Regions from separate parts of the Danio rerio genome. Here region 2 is linked to region 1. The links are chromatin contacts, called in public HiChIP or PLAC-seq maps. All regions are on one chromosome and are shown on one strand. The core of a region is the stretch at or near the end of the contact, and the rest is flanking DNA. Distances in the headings are between cores, read along the strand shown.

What was found. HiChIP or PLAC-seq counts read pairs in DNA pulled down with a chosen protein or histone mark.
Region 2: an H3K4me3 HiChIP or PLAC-seq map of embryo shows a contact between it and region 1, with 7 times the contacts expected there. The contact joins the promoter of cuedc2 here to the promoter of chst3a in region 1. A contact is called at or near these places in 3 of 18 Hi-C or Micro-C datasets (caudal fin and embryo) and 1 of 4 datasets of contacts at active chromatin or transcription factors (embryo).

Annotation. Positions count from the first base shown.
Region 1 is chr13:32,905,222-32,911,336 of GRCz12tu, reverse strand. chst3a (carbohydrate (chondroitin 6) sulfotransferase 3a) reads right to left here and starts at 3,180. Exons shown (of 3, transcript NM_001145571.1): 1 at 3,080-3,180; 2 at 2,696-2,882; 3 at 1,443-2,613. The coding sequence starts at 2,775. The coding sequence ends at 1,443. It also overlaps a transcript of cdhr1a not described here.
Region 2 is chr13:33,316,794-33,322,908 of GRCz12tu, reverse strand. cuedc2 (CUE domain containing 2) reads right to left here and starts at 3,905. Exons shown (of 8, transcript NM_001017994.2): 1 at 3,704-3,905; 2 at 3,473-3,616; 3 at 3,311-3,372; 4 at 1,506-1,630; 5 at 1,255-1,425. The coding sequence starts at 3,777.

The DNA of each region.
Region 1 (6,115 bases), core at 1,931-4,430:
TTGTTTGTGTTACTCATTCATTTGTATTGTGTTTATGATGATGTCACTGAAGTAGAGGCGGCGCAACTATAGCAATAGTCCTCCTTAATTTAAGCGGAATTAAACTGCAGGCTAAATGCAACCTGGTCAAGCAAATCCAAATCAAGCTGAGCTGTGCTGAAACTTACTGTACCGTACAAAAATCGGCTTTAGAGGTTGTCTGGGAGCCACAAATTGATTTGCTAGACTGATAAAGAATGACATTATGCATGAGATACATTGCACCAAAATCTAAATAAAACCGAATTTTTTATGTGCACTGACTATTTTTTAACTTAGTTTCAAAGGCAGCACAGCATGAGATAGAAGGAATGTGTTTTGACCCGTCGAATAAATGTTGACTGTTAAATAAAGGGAGAAGGGTTAAGTTTGAACTATACTATGAAACCAAATGTTAAACAAATTTGCCAATAGCTATGTTTCCATCCTATAATGCTAATTAACTTTATGTGTAATACAGGGGTAATGCGGAAGTAAAAAGACGTGCGAATAAAGTACCGTTTCAATCCAAGTAGTAAAGTGAACAAAATCGTCACTTCCTGATTAACTTTTAAAAAAAACAGTAAAAATGGAATTTGCTGCGGTAGGAGAAGCCGCGTGAATCTTTTCTTCATTTGATAAATGACTTGTGCCTCAGAAGACAATCCTGACAAGCAGTAAAACTAATTACACTAATACAGAAACGGTTACACCATTTTAGAATGACCAAAACAACATTTTAGATGTTTTACAATGTGCTCAGCCTGCTGGTTTTTATCTCTTATAACAAAATCACATGACCTTTTTTAATGCACATACTGGAATTTGTTCGGTAAAAGTGTTTTCATCATAGTTTATGCGCATCGTTTCTTATCGAATAAAAAGTTTATCCTTCTCAGTTATGCACATGTTTTTTATGCACATTTTCAAAATTTATGCGCATCTTGGTGTTTTCATCAACCTTTTTATTATGCACATATCCAAAATTTAGACCACTTGGTAAGGAAGTGAGGTTGTTAAATGGTACTTGTGGTCATTGTAATCAACAAATAAATAAGTTGAATCTATTGCATTTTTATAGAATGTACTTCATTTATGAAAATATATACTGTGTATATCTGGATTTTAGCTCTTAACTCAGTCTACTGTTAAATGTGTATTTCTAAGAGACAAAACTTGTAATTACAATTACATGCAGCACTAACAAATCTGGTGTTTGTGTCATTATCTGTAGAGCTTAGCAGCACCAGTGCCACTGCTCTCAAAAGTTAGTCTGGAGCCCTGCCCCGCAAGCATATATAAAAATGAAGTATACTTTGGACTTAAGCAATGTCCCAGTGTGCTACATTGTGCCAGTGTGTGTCTGCTATGCATATAGCAATTCATGCTTGGTTTTCCTTAACCAATTCAAAAACAATTCAGGACTAAATGAATTGCTTTTCTTCCAGCACACTGAAAGATTTGTTTAAAAGTGTTTGTTCACTGTCTATAAACCTGTACCCAAAAAGTTTCATGGTCGGTCCACAGACTTTTTGTACAACTTGTGCAAGTTTGAATGGTATACTGAGCCGCCATTTCTCCACTTGTTCTGAAGAGTTTTTTTGGGTTGAATAGACTCCGTTTGCTTCTGATGCGTGTGTGTTCTTGAGGATCCAGTCCCTTGCTTGTGTCGTCATCGGGATGCCTGTGAAATTGTACATTTCTGCTGCTTTCTGCATGGGGTACCGGGCGATATCCTCATAACGTACCAACATATAGCGTTTTTTCAACCATTTGGGTTGACTTAAGCCCAGCTCGGCGGAGATTCGGATATTGTTACAATTTCCTTCAAGACGCTTAACCTCTTCATCCTCTATTGGCACTTCCCCATTGACAGCCCAACTTTTCCAGTTCTGGTACTTGCCAGCAAACGCCACCATCCTCGAAGCCAGGATAGCTCGAGGGTCTCGCACAAGCTGTATGAGTTTGACATCCAGCCGAGGGTCCTCTACTAGAGAACGGAGTGTGTCTAGTTGACGTACTCTAACTGTTTTGATCACCCTGTGATGTTTTGCTAGACAAGCCTCGGACGCCATGGTCAAATTAAGAGGCCCACAACGTCTTGTCTTGCAATGGTATCTCTCAAAAATGTACTTTACGACTGGAGAGCAAACTTGCTCCTCACAGAGGGCTTTGCTGGACTCTCTGCGAAACAGGGAAGGGGTAACGTGATCCCGCGGAGGAGGACTGATGAAGCGCTCCAACATTGAGAAGTTGCACAGGAAAAGATGCTGCAGGACGTCCCTGTACATCCAAACAGACATGCTGCCATTTGTGCCACTCGAGCCAATAGATAGCATCCTCTCCACATGCCAGAGTGGTTCGAAGAGGTAAAACATGTTGTCGCCCTGTTGGTTAAAGAACTCGCCCACAAAGGAAGATCCTGTCCGTGTTGTGGCCATTAGGAGGATGTGCTTTCGGCCTGCTTGACTGCCATTTTTACCATATATGCTCTCTAGATAGGAACTGTTGTACCCTGTTGCTACCAGAGTATTGGAAGCATTGTAGGGCACTGGATGCTCCTGCGTCCGTCGGAGAGTCAGCTTGTCTGAGACCCTGCAATTATTGAATCAAAGAAATAAATGTAAAACCCCTTAAACTGATGAACCCATATTTATTTATTCCAACAAACTCTCACCTTGAAATAATATTGTTTTCCTTTTCAATGATGACAAGTGCCACAATGCAGATGATGATGATTGCGTACTTGTTCCTCATCCTCAAATGAACTTTTCTTTCGGAAATCCCTCCACAGACTGCTATTTAGTCACTTCTGCCAACTGTTTTGGGTTCATCTCATGTCAGAACCTAGGTCTACAATTCATCTGCAATAAACAAAATCAAGAAGAAAAAAACACGTTTTGGAACCATTTCCATAGAAACATAACAATCCCACTAACACACCAATACTGTATATTGATTCCAGGTGGTGACAGATTTATAGCATTTGGCTCAGGGGAGTATAAGCAGACACAGACAATTTCAGCTTTGTTCCCAAACAAGCAGCCTGCACTGTCATCACCTGTCCAGTAATTCCACTAATGTGGAATGATGAAAGATGATCAGGTCCAACAGCACAACGTCTCAGCAGTTCACTGCTCACTATGGCACACAATTAACCAGCAAAAGGTAGTTCTTCTTTGGTATTATTGAATAATAGGAACCATTTTTTATTATTTTTTGTCTCTTTACTTTTAATCAAACAATTATTTGTATTGGTCATGTAAGGGTCATATATTAACTGAACTTCTAATGTTGTGGGTGAGTGCTGTGCATACTAATTACCATTTTTGCAGAAGTAGATAGATGCGGGTCCAAAATTAAATTCAGCTCTGCAGAAACTTCCTGTCTGAAGAGAGGTGTTAAAACTGAACACAGAACACAGAAAGATGTATACTTTGTTGTTGGGCAGAGAATTCATAGAAAAAGAGGAAGTATGCCGAAGGGGCGGCCAAGGACTGAACAATGACTGACAAGTGACGTTACACCAAAACTCCACCTGTTAAGATCGGTGGTGTATATATGCTGAAGTCAGGAAATATATGTTAGTTGCGAACCTCTTGAATGTAATTCTTGTATTGCATTGGGGTAACGTAACCCAGAGCTCTGTCATCGAATTATTCATTTGTATCCAATAAATTGTTACGATTTTTGACATTGAAGAAAAACCTCTCCAGACCTTTTCTCTTGAACACGCATGGAATAGAGATAGATATTCCAACAGTATTATCTTTTTTATAGTTTCATTTTAGTATTATACATTACAAATTACACATGGTGACAAAGTTAGAATTTGTGTTTACTTTATTTATTACTAACTATTAAATATAGATGTTTATATTTTATACTTTTAATAATGCTGAGAGTGACAATGGAGTGATCCAAAAGAAGCATTGGTACTGACTCTAGACAGCCCGCAGTCAAATGTCACTTCCTATTGCACCAAGACTGAAATGCTTTTATTAAATCCAAAGAATCCAGATGGTGGATTTTTTTTTGTTTGGCAGTAAACAGTTTTCATTTGTGACGAAAAGCTTAGATGTACAGGCTACAATAAACTTTGCATTGTATTATTTTGCATTGTTTGTAATAGCATTATAACAGTATTTATTTAATACACTATCTTATGAAAGCAGACAGTAACTATACTGTAATCCTTGGCTGTTCTTTCACTCCTGAGAGTTCAGGACTTGAATTCCATGAACCATCTGTTAACAGTCTCTGACCGCTTGTTGTGGGGGTAGTTTTTGTTTACTGTATAAATAAACGCTTGTTTTGGAGTGTAATTAACTAGATTTAGAACTGAAGGTTCTACAGAAGGCAAGAGTATATAAAGAAAAGGTAACACTTAATTGTGATTGTCCATTTGAGTATTAGTAGACTGTCTGCTTAATATCTGTTGATACTGCTCCTTCAACAGACATTTAACTGACTATAAAAAAATTTTGCAAGTACATGTCAACTTACACTAGCCCTAACATTCTACTTATAATCTAATGATAATTAGTTGGCATGTAGATGCAATGTGACTTAAATTTAACAAACGAACCATCAAAATTATGTGAGATCGAAGAAACTTTGTTATTAGTGACAGTGGCTATTATGTGAACTGCAGCCACTTATTGCTTGAGCTTGCATCCATGCGCATTTATGAATGTGATTCAATATACTCATGTTAGACTTATTTGTTCTTTATATAAAATGGCAATGGAAATATCTCTGGAGCAAATTGTTGGTTTACATACAAATATACACCGCAAACCTTTTTCTCGATAACAAAATAAAGAGACACTTGTAAGTGTTGGAATAATCAATTCCATGCGTGTTTAAAAAAAAAAAAGATCAATGGTGGTTTTTCTTTAAGGTTTCACATATTAGCAATTTATTGTATACAAATGAATAATTCGATTTACAGAATTTTGTTATCCTCAATGCAATGAAAATGTACATTCAGGAGCTGCGCACAGACTTTAACTTATATGGGCAGTTGATACTAAAAGGTGGAGTTTTGTGAAATTCGTCACTTGTCAATCATTCTCCAGTCCTTCATCGGCCGCACCCATACATACATCGTTTTTCTCTACGAATTCTCTGCACAACATTAAAAAGTCTAAACCTTTCTCAACTGCACATGTGTTCAGTTTTAAAACATCTCTGTGAAAGTAAATTTAGCTTCAAAGCTTAAGTTAATTTTAGACAATGCTCCATCTACTTCTGCAAAAATGTTTCATTAATCCTTTTTCTTTTCTGTATTTTTATTTTACTGTAGCAGCAACATTCTTTTCATAAAATCAGACTACATGCTTTCATAGAAAATCTAAAACGCGGAAGATTTTGATTTGAAGTGCCATTAAAAGTGTTTACGCAATGCCAAAAATTTAAATGATGAATAAGGCTTTAGTACATTTCTTAAACCATTTGCAAAACAGTAAGTGCATTTCTCAAAACAACTCGTACCAATGGCAAATTCTGATCAACATGACACAAGCAATTTATAATGTAGGAAACAGCAAAGAATTGTAGGTAATCATTTGCATAGACATTTCAAAGAAATGAGAAACTGCTTTATTGATGTGCACAAGTTAATCAATGATCTGAAGATTGAACAGGTAGTTTTGAGTTTCAATTCTGATCTGAGAAATATACTAAAGCCACTGAGAAAAACTGTAATGCATATCAAACAGATTGTTAATCTTTATTGAGTAAAAAAATTCCCTAATCTTAGATACCCGTTTCCTGTGGGATATGATAAAGAAATAACACCATTACACCTCTACAAATGAACCAGGCTGTTGCATTGCAGTAAAACCAATTGCTTTAGGGCATGTTTGACCCCAGATAACCCCACTGAATGGCTTTGAGTGGGTGAGCTGCTATAACCTGACGCAGCTCCATTCATGACTTTGTGTCGTTTAGCAGCAGTAATGCATGGTGTAAGAAAACCAAACAACACCAGTGAGTGGCTAAAGAAATAAACTACAACCGCTGGAGCTGAGAGAGGAAATACCTTTAGTGGCGCATCAATCATTCTTTATGCTAGCGTCTTGAATTTTTTTAA
Region 2 (6,115 bases), core at 2,656-5,155, 410 kb before region 1:
GAAAATTAATTATAAAATTATTAATACATTTATTAAACAAATTATCACTTGTTTTTTTTTAATAAATGTTTTTACTGTAATATAAATGACCTTATTGCAGTGGTTCTCAAACTTTTTTCATCAAGTACCACCTCAGAAACAATTAGTCTCTCCAAGTACCACCAAAATGTGCAGTAGTGAAATACAGTAGCGTAGGCCCAGTAAAGCAGCTACAACTCTGCACTGTTAAAAAAATGTGGCACATTTCCTCAGAAATATAGGCTATATGTCATATGGCACATTATATACATAGGTTTTGGTAAATTTTAAAATGTGTGTAGCATGTACTTGACATATTTCATTCCTCCGCGTACCACTAGAAGGAAGCCTGCGTACCACTAGTGGTACACGTACCACAGTTTGAGAACCACTGCCTTATTGCATTCAAGTAATAATTTCTATTTGTTCTAAAACAGGGGTACCCAAACATTTTGGGCCAAAAACCAAACTTAATATATAATAAGTATTTTAAAATAAAAAACAATTATCAAACTGTTACAATATTAAAATATATCAAACAGTTTTAATTATCTCAAAATATTACAATATTGCCATAGAGATTTTATCATTTACTTCAGAATAAATTACTCTAATCATATTAACTAATACATTATATTTTTAACCTATTATAAAGAAAACAACAGGAATTCTTATTATAACACAATGGAGTTTAATGCTGAATACCCTAGTCAAGCTGCATCTGCCTTTGCCTTGATTTGCTTACCGAGAACTTCTGAATTGTGGTCTATACATTGAGCAACAGTGTTCATTTTTTATTTTATTTGTTTATTTTTTTTTTTAATGGATTCATTCAAAACAGTTAATTTTTTTGTCGTAACAAACTAACAAACGAAAGTTTATGTTAAATTTGAAATGACAATGTGTATTAAAAGGCATTAACCCCCAAAATTCACACTCTCTTCTCAGAAGGGATGGCAGACCAAATCATACGTTACCATGGGCCAAATTAGGCCAGCGCGCCCTAGTTTGGGCATCTCTGTTCTAAAGTATATTACAATAGTAAAAATATTAACATTGTAAGAAAAATATATTTTAAATTATATAAATGCAATATTGGTGAGCAGAAAGAACCCGTTTCATAAACATACCCTTAATTATTAATAGGACTTAATTAGCCAGTGTAGATCATTTAATCTCTAACCAATTACTGTGGGTAAACATCTTTAATTAAGTGAACTTCTCTAGTGAACTCACACTGAGAGACGGAGGGCACTTAAGCTGGACATCTCCCTCAATAATGAGACGAACGGCTTCCTCCATGTCTCCTTTAGCAATGGACAATGCACTTCTGGCCTCAGTCACACTGCATTTAGGAAACATCTCAAGAAGATGTTGCTCCTGGTTATCCCATGAAGATTCACTAACCTGAACAAACATTCCCAAACACATGTTAATCAGTCTGCCAGGATGTTGCACAAAATGAAAGGCCAAAATGAGGCCAATACCTGAGCTGTGGCTCCCTCTGCTTGTAAAGTAAGGTTGTGTGTCTTCTCTCTGGAACCGCCGAGGGATAAATCACAGCTTTCTGAGAGGGGAAATTTACCTTCCTCGATTTTCATCTCTCCTGATTCTTACTCACACAAAGCAAAGATTATAAATCAATGTGCAGGATGTTTTCTAGTACTATTGTAAAGCGCAACAGCTTCATGTTTTACATTGAGACTACACATTTTCATCCACCTGTCAACTCAGATTTAAGGTTTTTTAAATAGCGTTTTTAATCCAATGGAAAGAAAACATCCAAAATACACTTTCAAAAGTTTTTTGGTTGCACATTATCAGTCTGTGTCTACATTTCAATTATAATACATATTTATTATTGTTGTTTTCTCAAAAGTGTGTTTTGTTTTTGATAAATCTTCAATTTACCAAACTTTAGTTTTATTCATATCGATCTGCAGTTTTTAATAAAATAATGTTCATGCAAATTTTGCCTGATTATAGACATTCTATAAACATTTTTTGCTGTCTGATCAGAGTATTTCAGTTTCTGATTTATGTAGTGACTGTAAAATGATTTTACATTTATACATGTCAATATATAAATGAAAGGAAAACAAGAATTTCAAACATCGCGTTGATCAGTGTTTACTAGAGATGTATGCAAATTAGCAGATTTTTAATAAAATAATGCTTTTTTGCATTTCAACAGAATATTTTAAAAACAATTCTTAAATGTCTACAGAGGGAAGATGGTGATCACCATCACTGAGGTAAAGTTGGTTTTATATTTGCACACTCAGACTCTCTCCTTATATAATTTCAGAAAAGTATTATTTACAAATTGGGCATCACGGTGGCGCAGTGGGTAGCACAATTGCCTCACAGCAAGAAGGTCGCTGGTTCGAGCCTCGACTTAATCAGTTGGCATTTCGGTGTGGAGTTTGCATGTTCTCCCCGTGTTCACGTGGATTTCCTCTGGGTGCTCTGTGTTCCCCAAGAAGTACGAAGACATGCGCTATTGACCTTATTCTTCAATGCGGAAGTGCGCTCGTTTTTGTGATAGTTTTAGAACTTCAGATTCAGTTGCCTATGGGAGAAATGACTAGGAATAATAAACGGCAGAAAACGATCCAACTACTCGCTCTACAAACAAGTGTTTGCATTACGATACATAAAAAGTAGAATAATAAAATAAGAAAGGATCAGTTTGCAACATCAAGTAGCATAACGAGCTGCTTTTAACCTCTAAAAATTAATGGAAGTGAATGAGACTGGAGGTCTCGAGCCAAAAAGATTCAAATGGCTACACCCACTCATATGCAGAGAATAGGTGAATCGGGTAAGCTAAATTGTCCGTAGTGTATGTGTGTGAATGTGAGAGTGTAAATGTGTTTCCCAGTGATAGGTTGCAGCTGGAAGGGCATCTGCTGCGTAAAACATATGCTGGATAAGTTGGCAGTTCATTCCACTGTGGCAACCCCAGATAATTAATAGGACTAAGCCAAAAAGAAATCGAATTAATGAATTATTTGTAAATTATAAACAGAGAAATAATATAAGCAGCCATGAACTATTAATGTACAACATTGTTCATAGTTAACTTTATAGTGTTATTGCTGTTTGGAAGTCATACTTTAATGTGACATAAGATCAAATATTCAAATTGGTGTGGTAAACTATATAGGGATAAAATGAACGAATTTACAAATACATAACCAACTTTACCTCAATATCTTGATATAATTCAAAAGCTTTATTATAATAATAAATATTATTACTGTTTTATTGATGAAAAAGAGGAAATTACCTGTGTCCCTGGCTGAAGTCAACTTCGCTGCCAGATTAAACATCATCTCGCAAACTTTGACACTTCAAGACAAACATTAAATAGTCAAACGCATCAAATTGTAATGGCAAAATATTGTAAATCTCAGTAGTTCTACATTTACAAGTCATTTTCCCAAATTACCTGTCGATATCAGAGAAACCAGGGATGTAGGCCTCCAGCATTTCAACAAACACCTCTACATCAAAGTTTTCCTCGACACTTTCTTGAGACCCCAAATCTTCCAGCACCCCGGTGATGTAAGACAGAATGACATCATCCAGAGTACTGTTTTAAACAAAACAGACGTTATTTTTCCACACACAAAATAACGGAAAAACCTTTCATTAAACGTACGAAGTGACACGCCCTCACCTCAGATCGGCGTGAGGAATATATGACAAAATGAAGTCGTACAGCGCGTCGTGGATTATTTTTTGGAGATCCATCCTGCCTGCATTTGGATAAAAAAACGAGAAGAGTCAACAACAGGGAGTAACAGTTGGTCAGAGATCCACGTGAGAGGTAAGTACATTGTCAAACCAAACTAACACGACAATTATACCGCAACAGCGTGTTGGAAATGCACAATATGCGATTATATAACATATCAACGTGAAGTTGAACAGTAGTCGAATAACGTTAGAGTTAATGACAGTTTCATATCCTGCAAAAACTTGCATCCAACTACTTTCTCATGCAAAGTCCAAACAATCTAAACACGGTTTGTTGTGCGGCATTTAAACAAACTGTATGCAGATTTCGTGTAGTTTTAAAGTGTTATATGTATTGGAAAGACAGTAAGTAACGTTAGTCTAAACACGGTTTGTTTTGCAGGCGATCTCCACAAACTGTGGAAAAGCAGCCGGCTTTTTAATAACGCGTTTAAAGACGCGGTTTTGTAGATAACATTTTAGAAATACAGTAGATATTTGACATCCGTTCTCTAATAGTCAGATAGACACATGTGATACTGGTAGCACGGTTTGTTTATCTGTGCTCAGTGGGGTAGCCGATGGCTAACTTAGCATAGTCATGTAACATGCGCAAAAGGCCTCTCGATGTGCACCTCACCTCTGGATGAAACCGCACTGATGGAAAACAAGAATTTAAAAAATCCTGATGTACAAATCGACAGCCTGTGTTGGCAAGCTGACAATAAATCGTAAAACGTTTAGCTAATTCATTAGCCCTACGCGCGGTCGCTGAGGTTCAAAACCTACGACGTCACGTCCGCTTTAATGTAAACACACCCTCGTGTCACTGTTTTGATTGCATTCAGAGAGTCGACGAAAGCATTTTATCCTACCTATACACTGTCCTGCTGTAGGATACTGCGTATTAGGCGTTATGTCTATAGTCGAGATCCACACTACCTTGGAGAATACCTTGGGAAATAGTTTGTTTCTACCTGCTGATGCATCACATGAATGTTTTTTGCATTATTTTGTGCTTCTTTAGATAATTGGAAAGTAATAGTGTGATGATTGTTATGCTGACTAATTGCAATATATTTTAATAGAACATTTGTTTTATGCCACATATCATCCACAATCAAAGACCAAAGTTGCTTGAGGCATTTTTTTTTATTGTTACCAATAGCAAGTAAAGACTAAATAAAGTTTAATGCACAGTTTTCATGTTATTGGAGTACACCATATTTTAAAAATAAATATTTTTATCTCTTTCTCAGTGAATATGAGTTATAAATATTGCTGCATTTGAATAAAACAGATTTATTAAGCAGATATATTTATTAAACGAATATTTTAGTCACAGAACATCTTTAGAAATGGAAAGATACATTTAAATTAATGCAAAATATTGCAAAAAATAAAACAAATTACAAACTACAACATTTCAACTAAATTGTATATATTTTTTGTTTCTCTTTATTTTTGCTACTTTTAAAATAATTTTTAAATTTGAACTACTAATTTTTGAACCATAATTATTAGTTATTTTGTTAGATTAGCTCCAGATTTGGTTTCAGTACTGACTAAACTTATGTATTTGCACAAATATGATATTGTAAGGCATGCTATAGAAAATTAGTAATTTAAATGAGAGATTTGTGGGGGTGGGAGAAGGGTTCACTCGTATATGCTAAGCGCTGTATGTACATGTGAAATAAACAATACTTCTAGAACTATTTATTTTCACATCTACTTTAGTAATAGTTAGACATTTAACTATAGCAATAGAACCAAATAACACCATATTAAAATTCATAAATAAAACATCTTATACATGAACAAAATGTGCACTTAAATGTTAGAGATGATTATGATATTTGTAGTATTTTTTAAATCACTGTCTTAACCTCTAATACCCCTTTTGTAATAATGATGATTGTTGTAATATTTTTAAAATATATTACACATTGATTTTTTATTTACATAAATTTATATTGGTGTCAACCTCTATGGTGTCAATTAAACTATAACAATAAAAGTAATTATGAATATGTTTAGCAAAAAATATTTTACATGAAATATGCTTTAAAATTTTATTAGCATTAGATTTGCTACTACGTTTTGTGTTTAATTGTGCATTTGCATTATGATTGTAGTCATATAAGTTATTTGCAGTGTAGATTGTTGCAATGTGTTTATTTCTCTTTTGGATTTGACTGATGGAGCGTTTTCACTTGAGCAGCCGTATCTATTTAACTCTGATAAATGCTTTGTGGTGTAATGGCATTGTTGTGTCCTAATTCCTAGCAAAGGATGTTATTTATTTGTAGATTAAATATTAAGCAGAATAGTCAAATAATTAAAGAGTTAA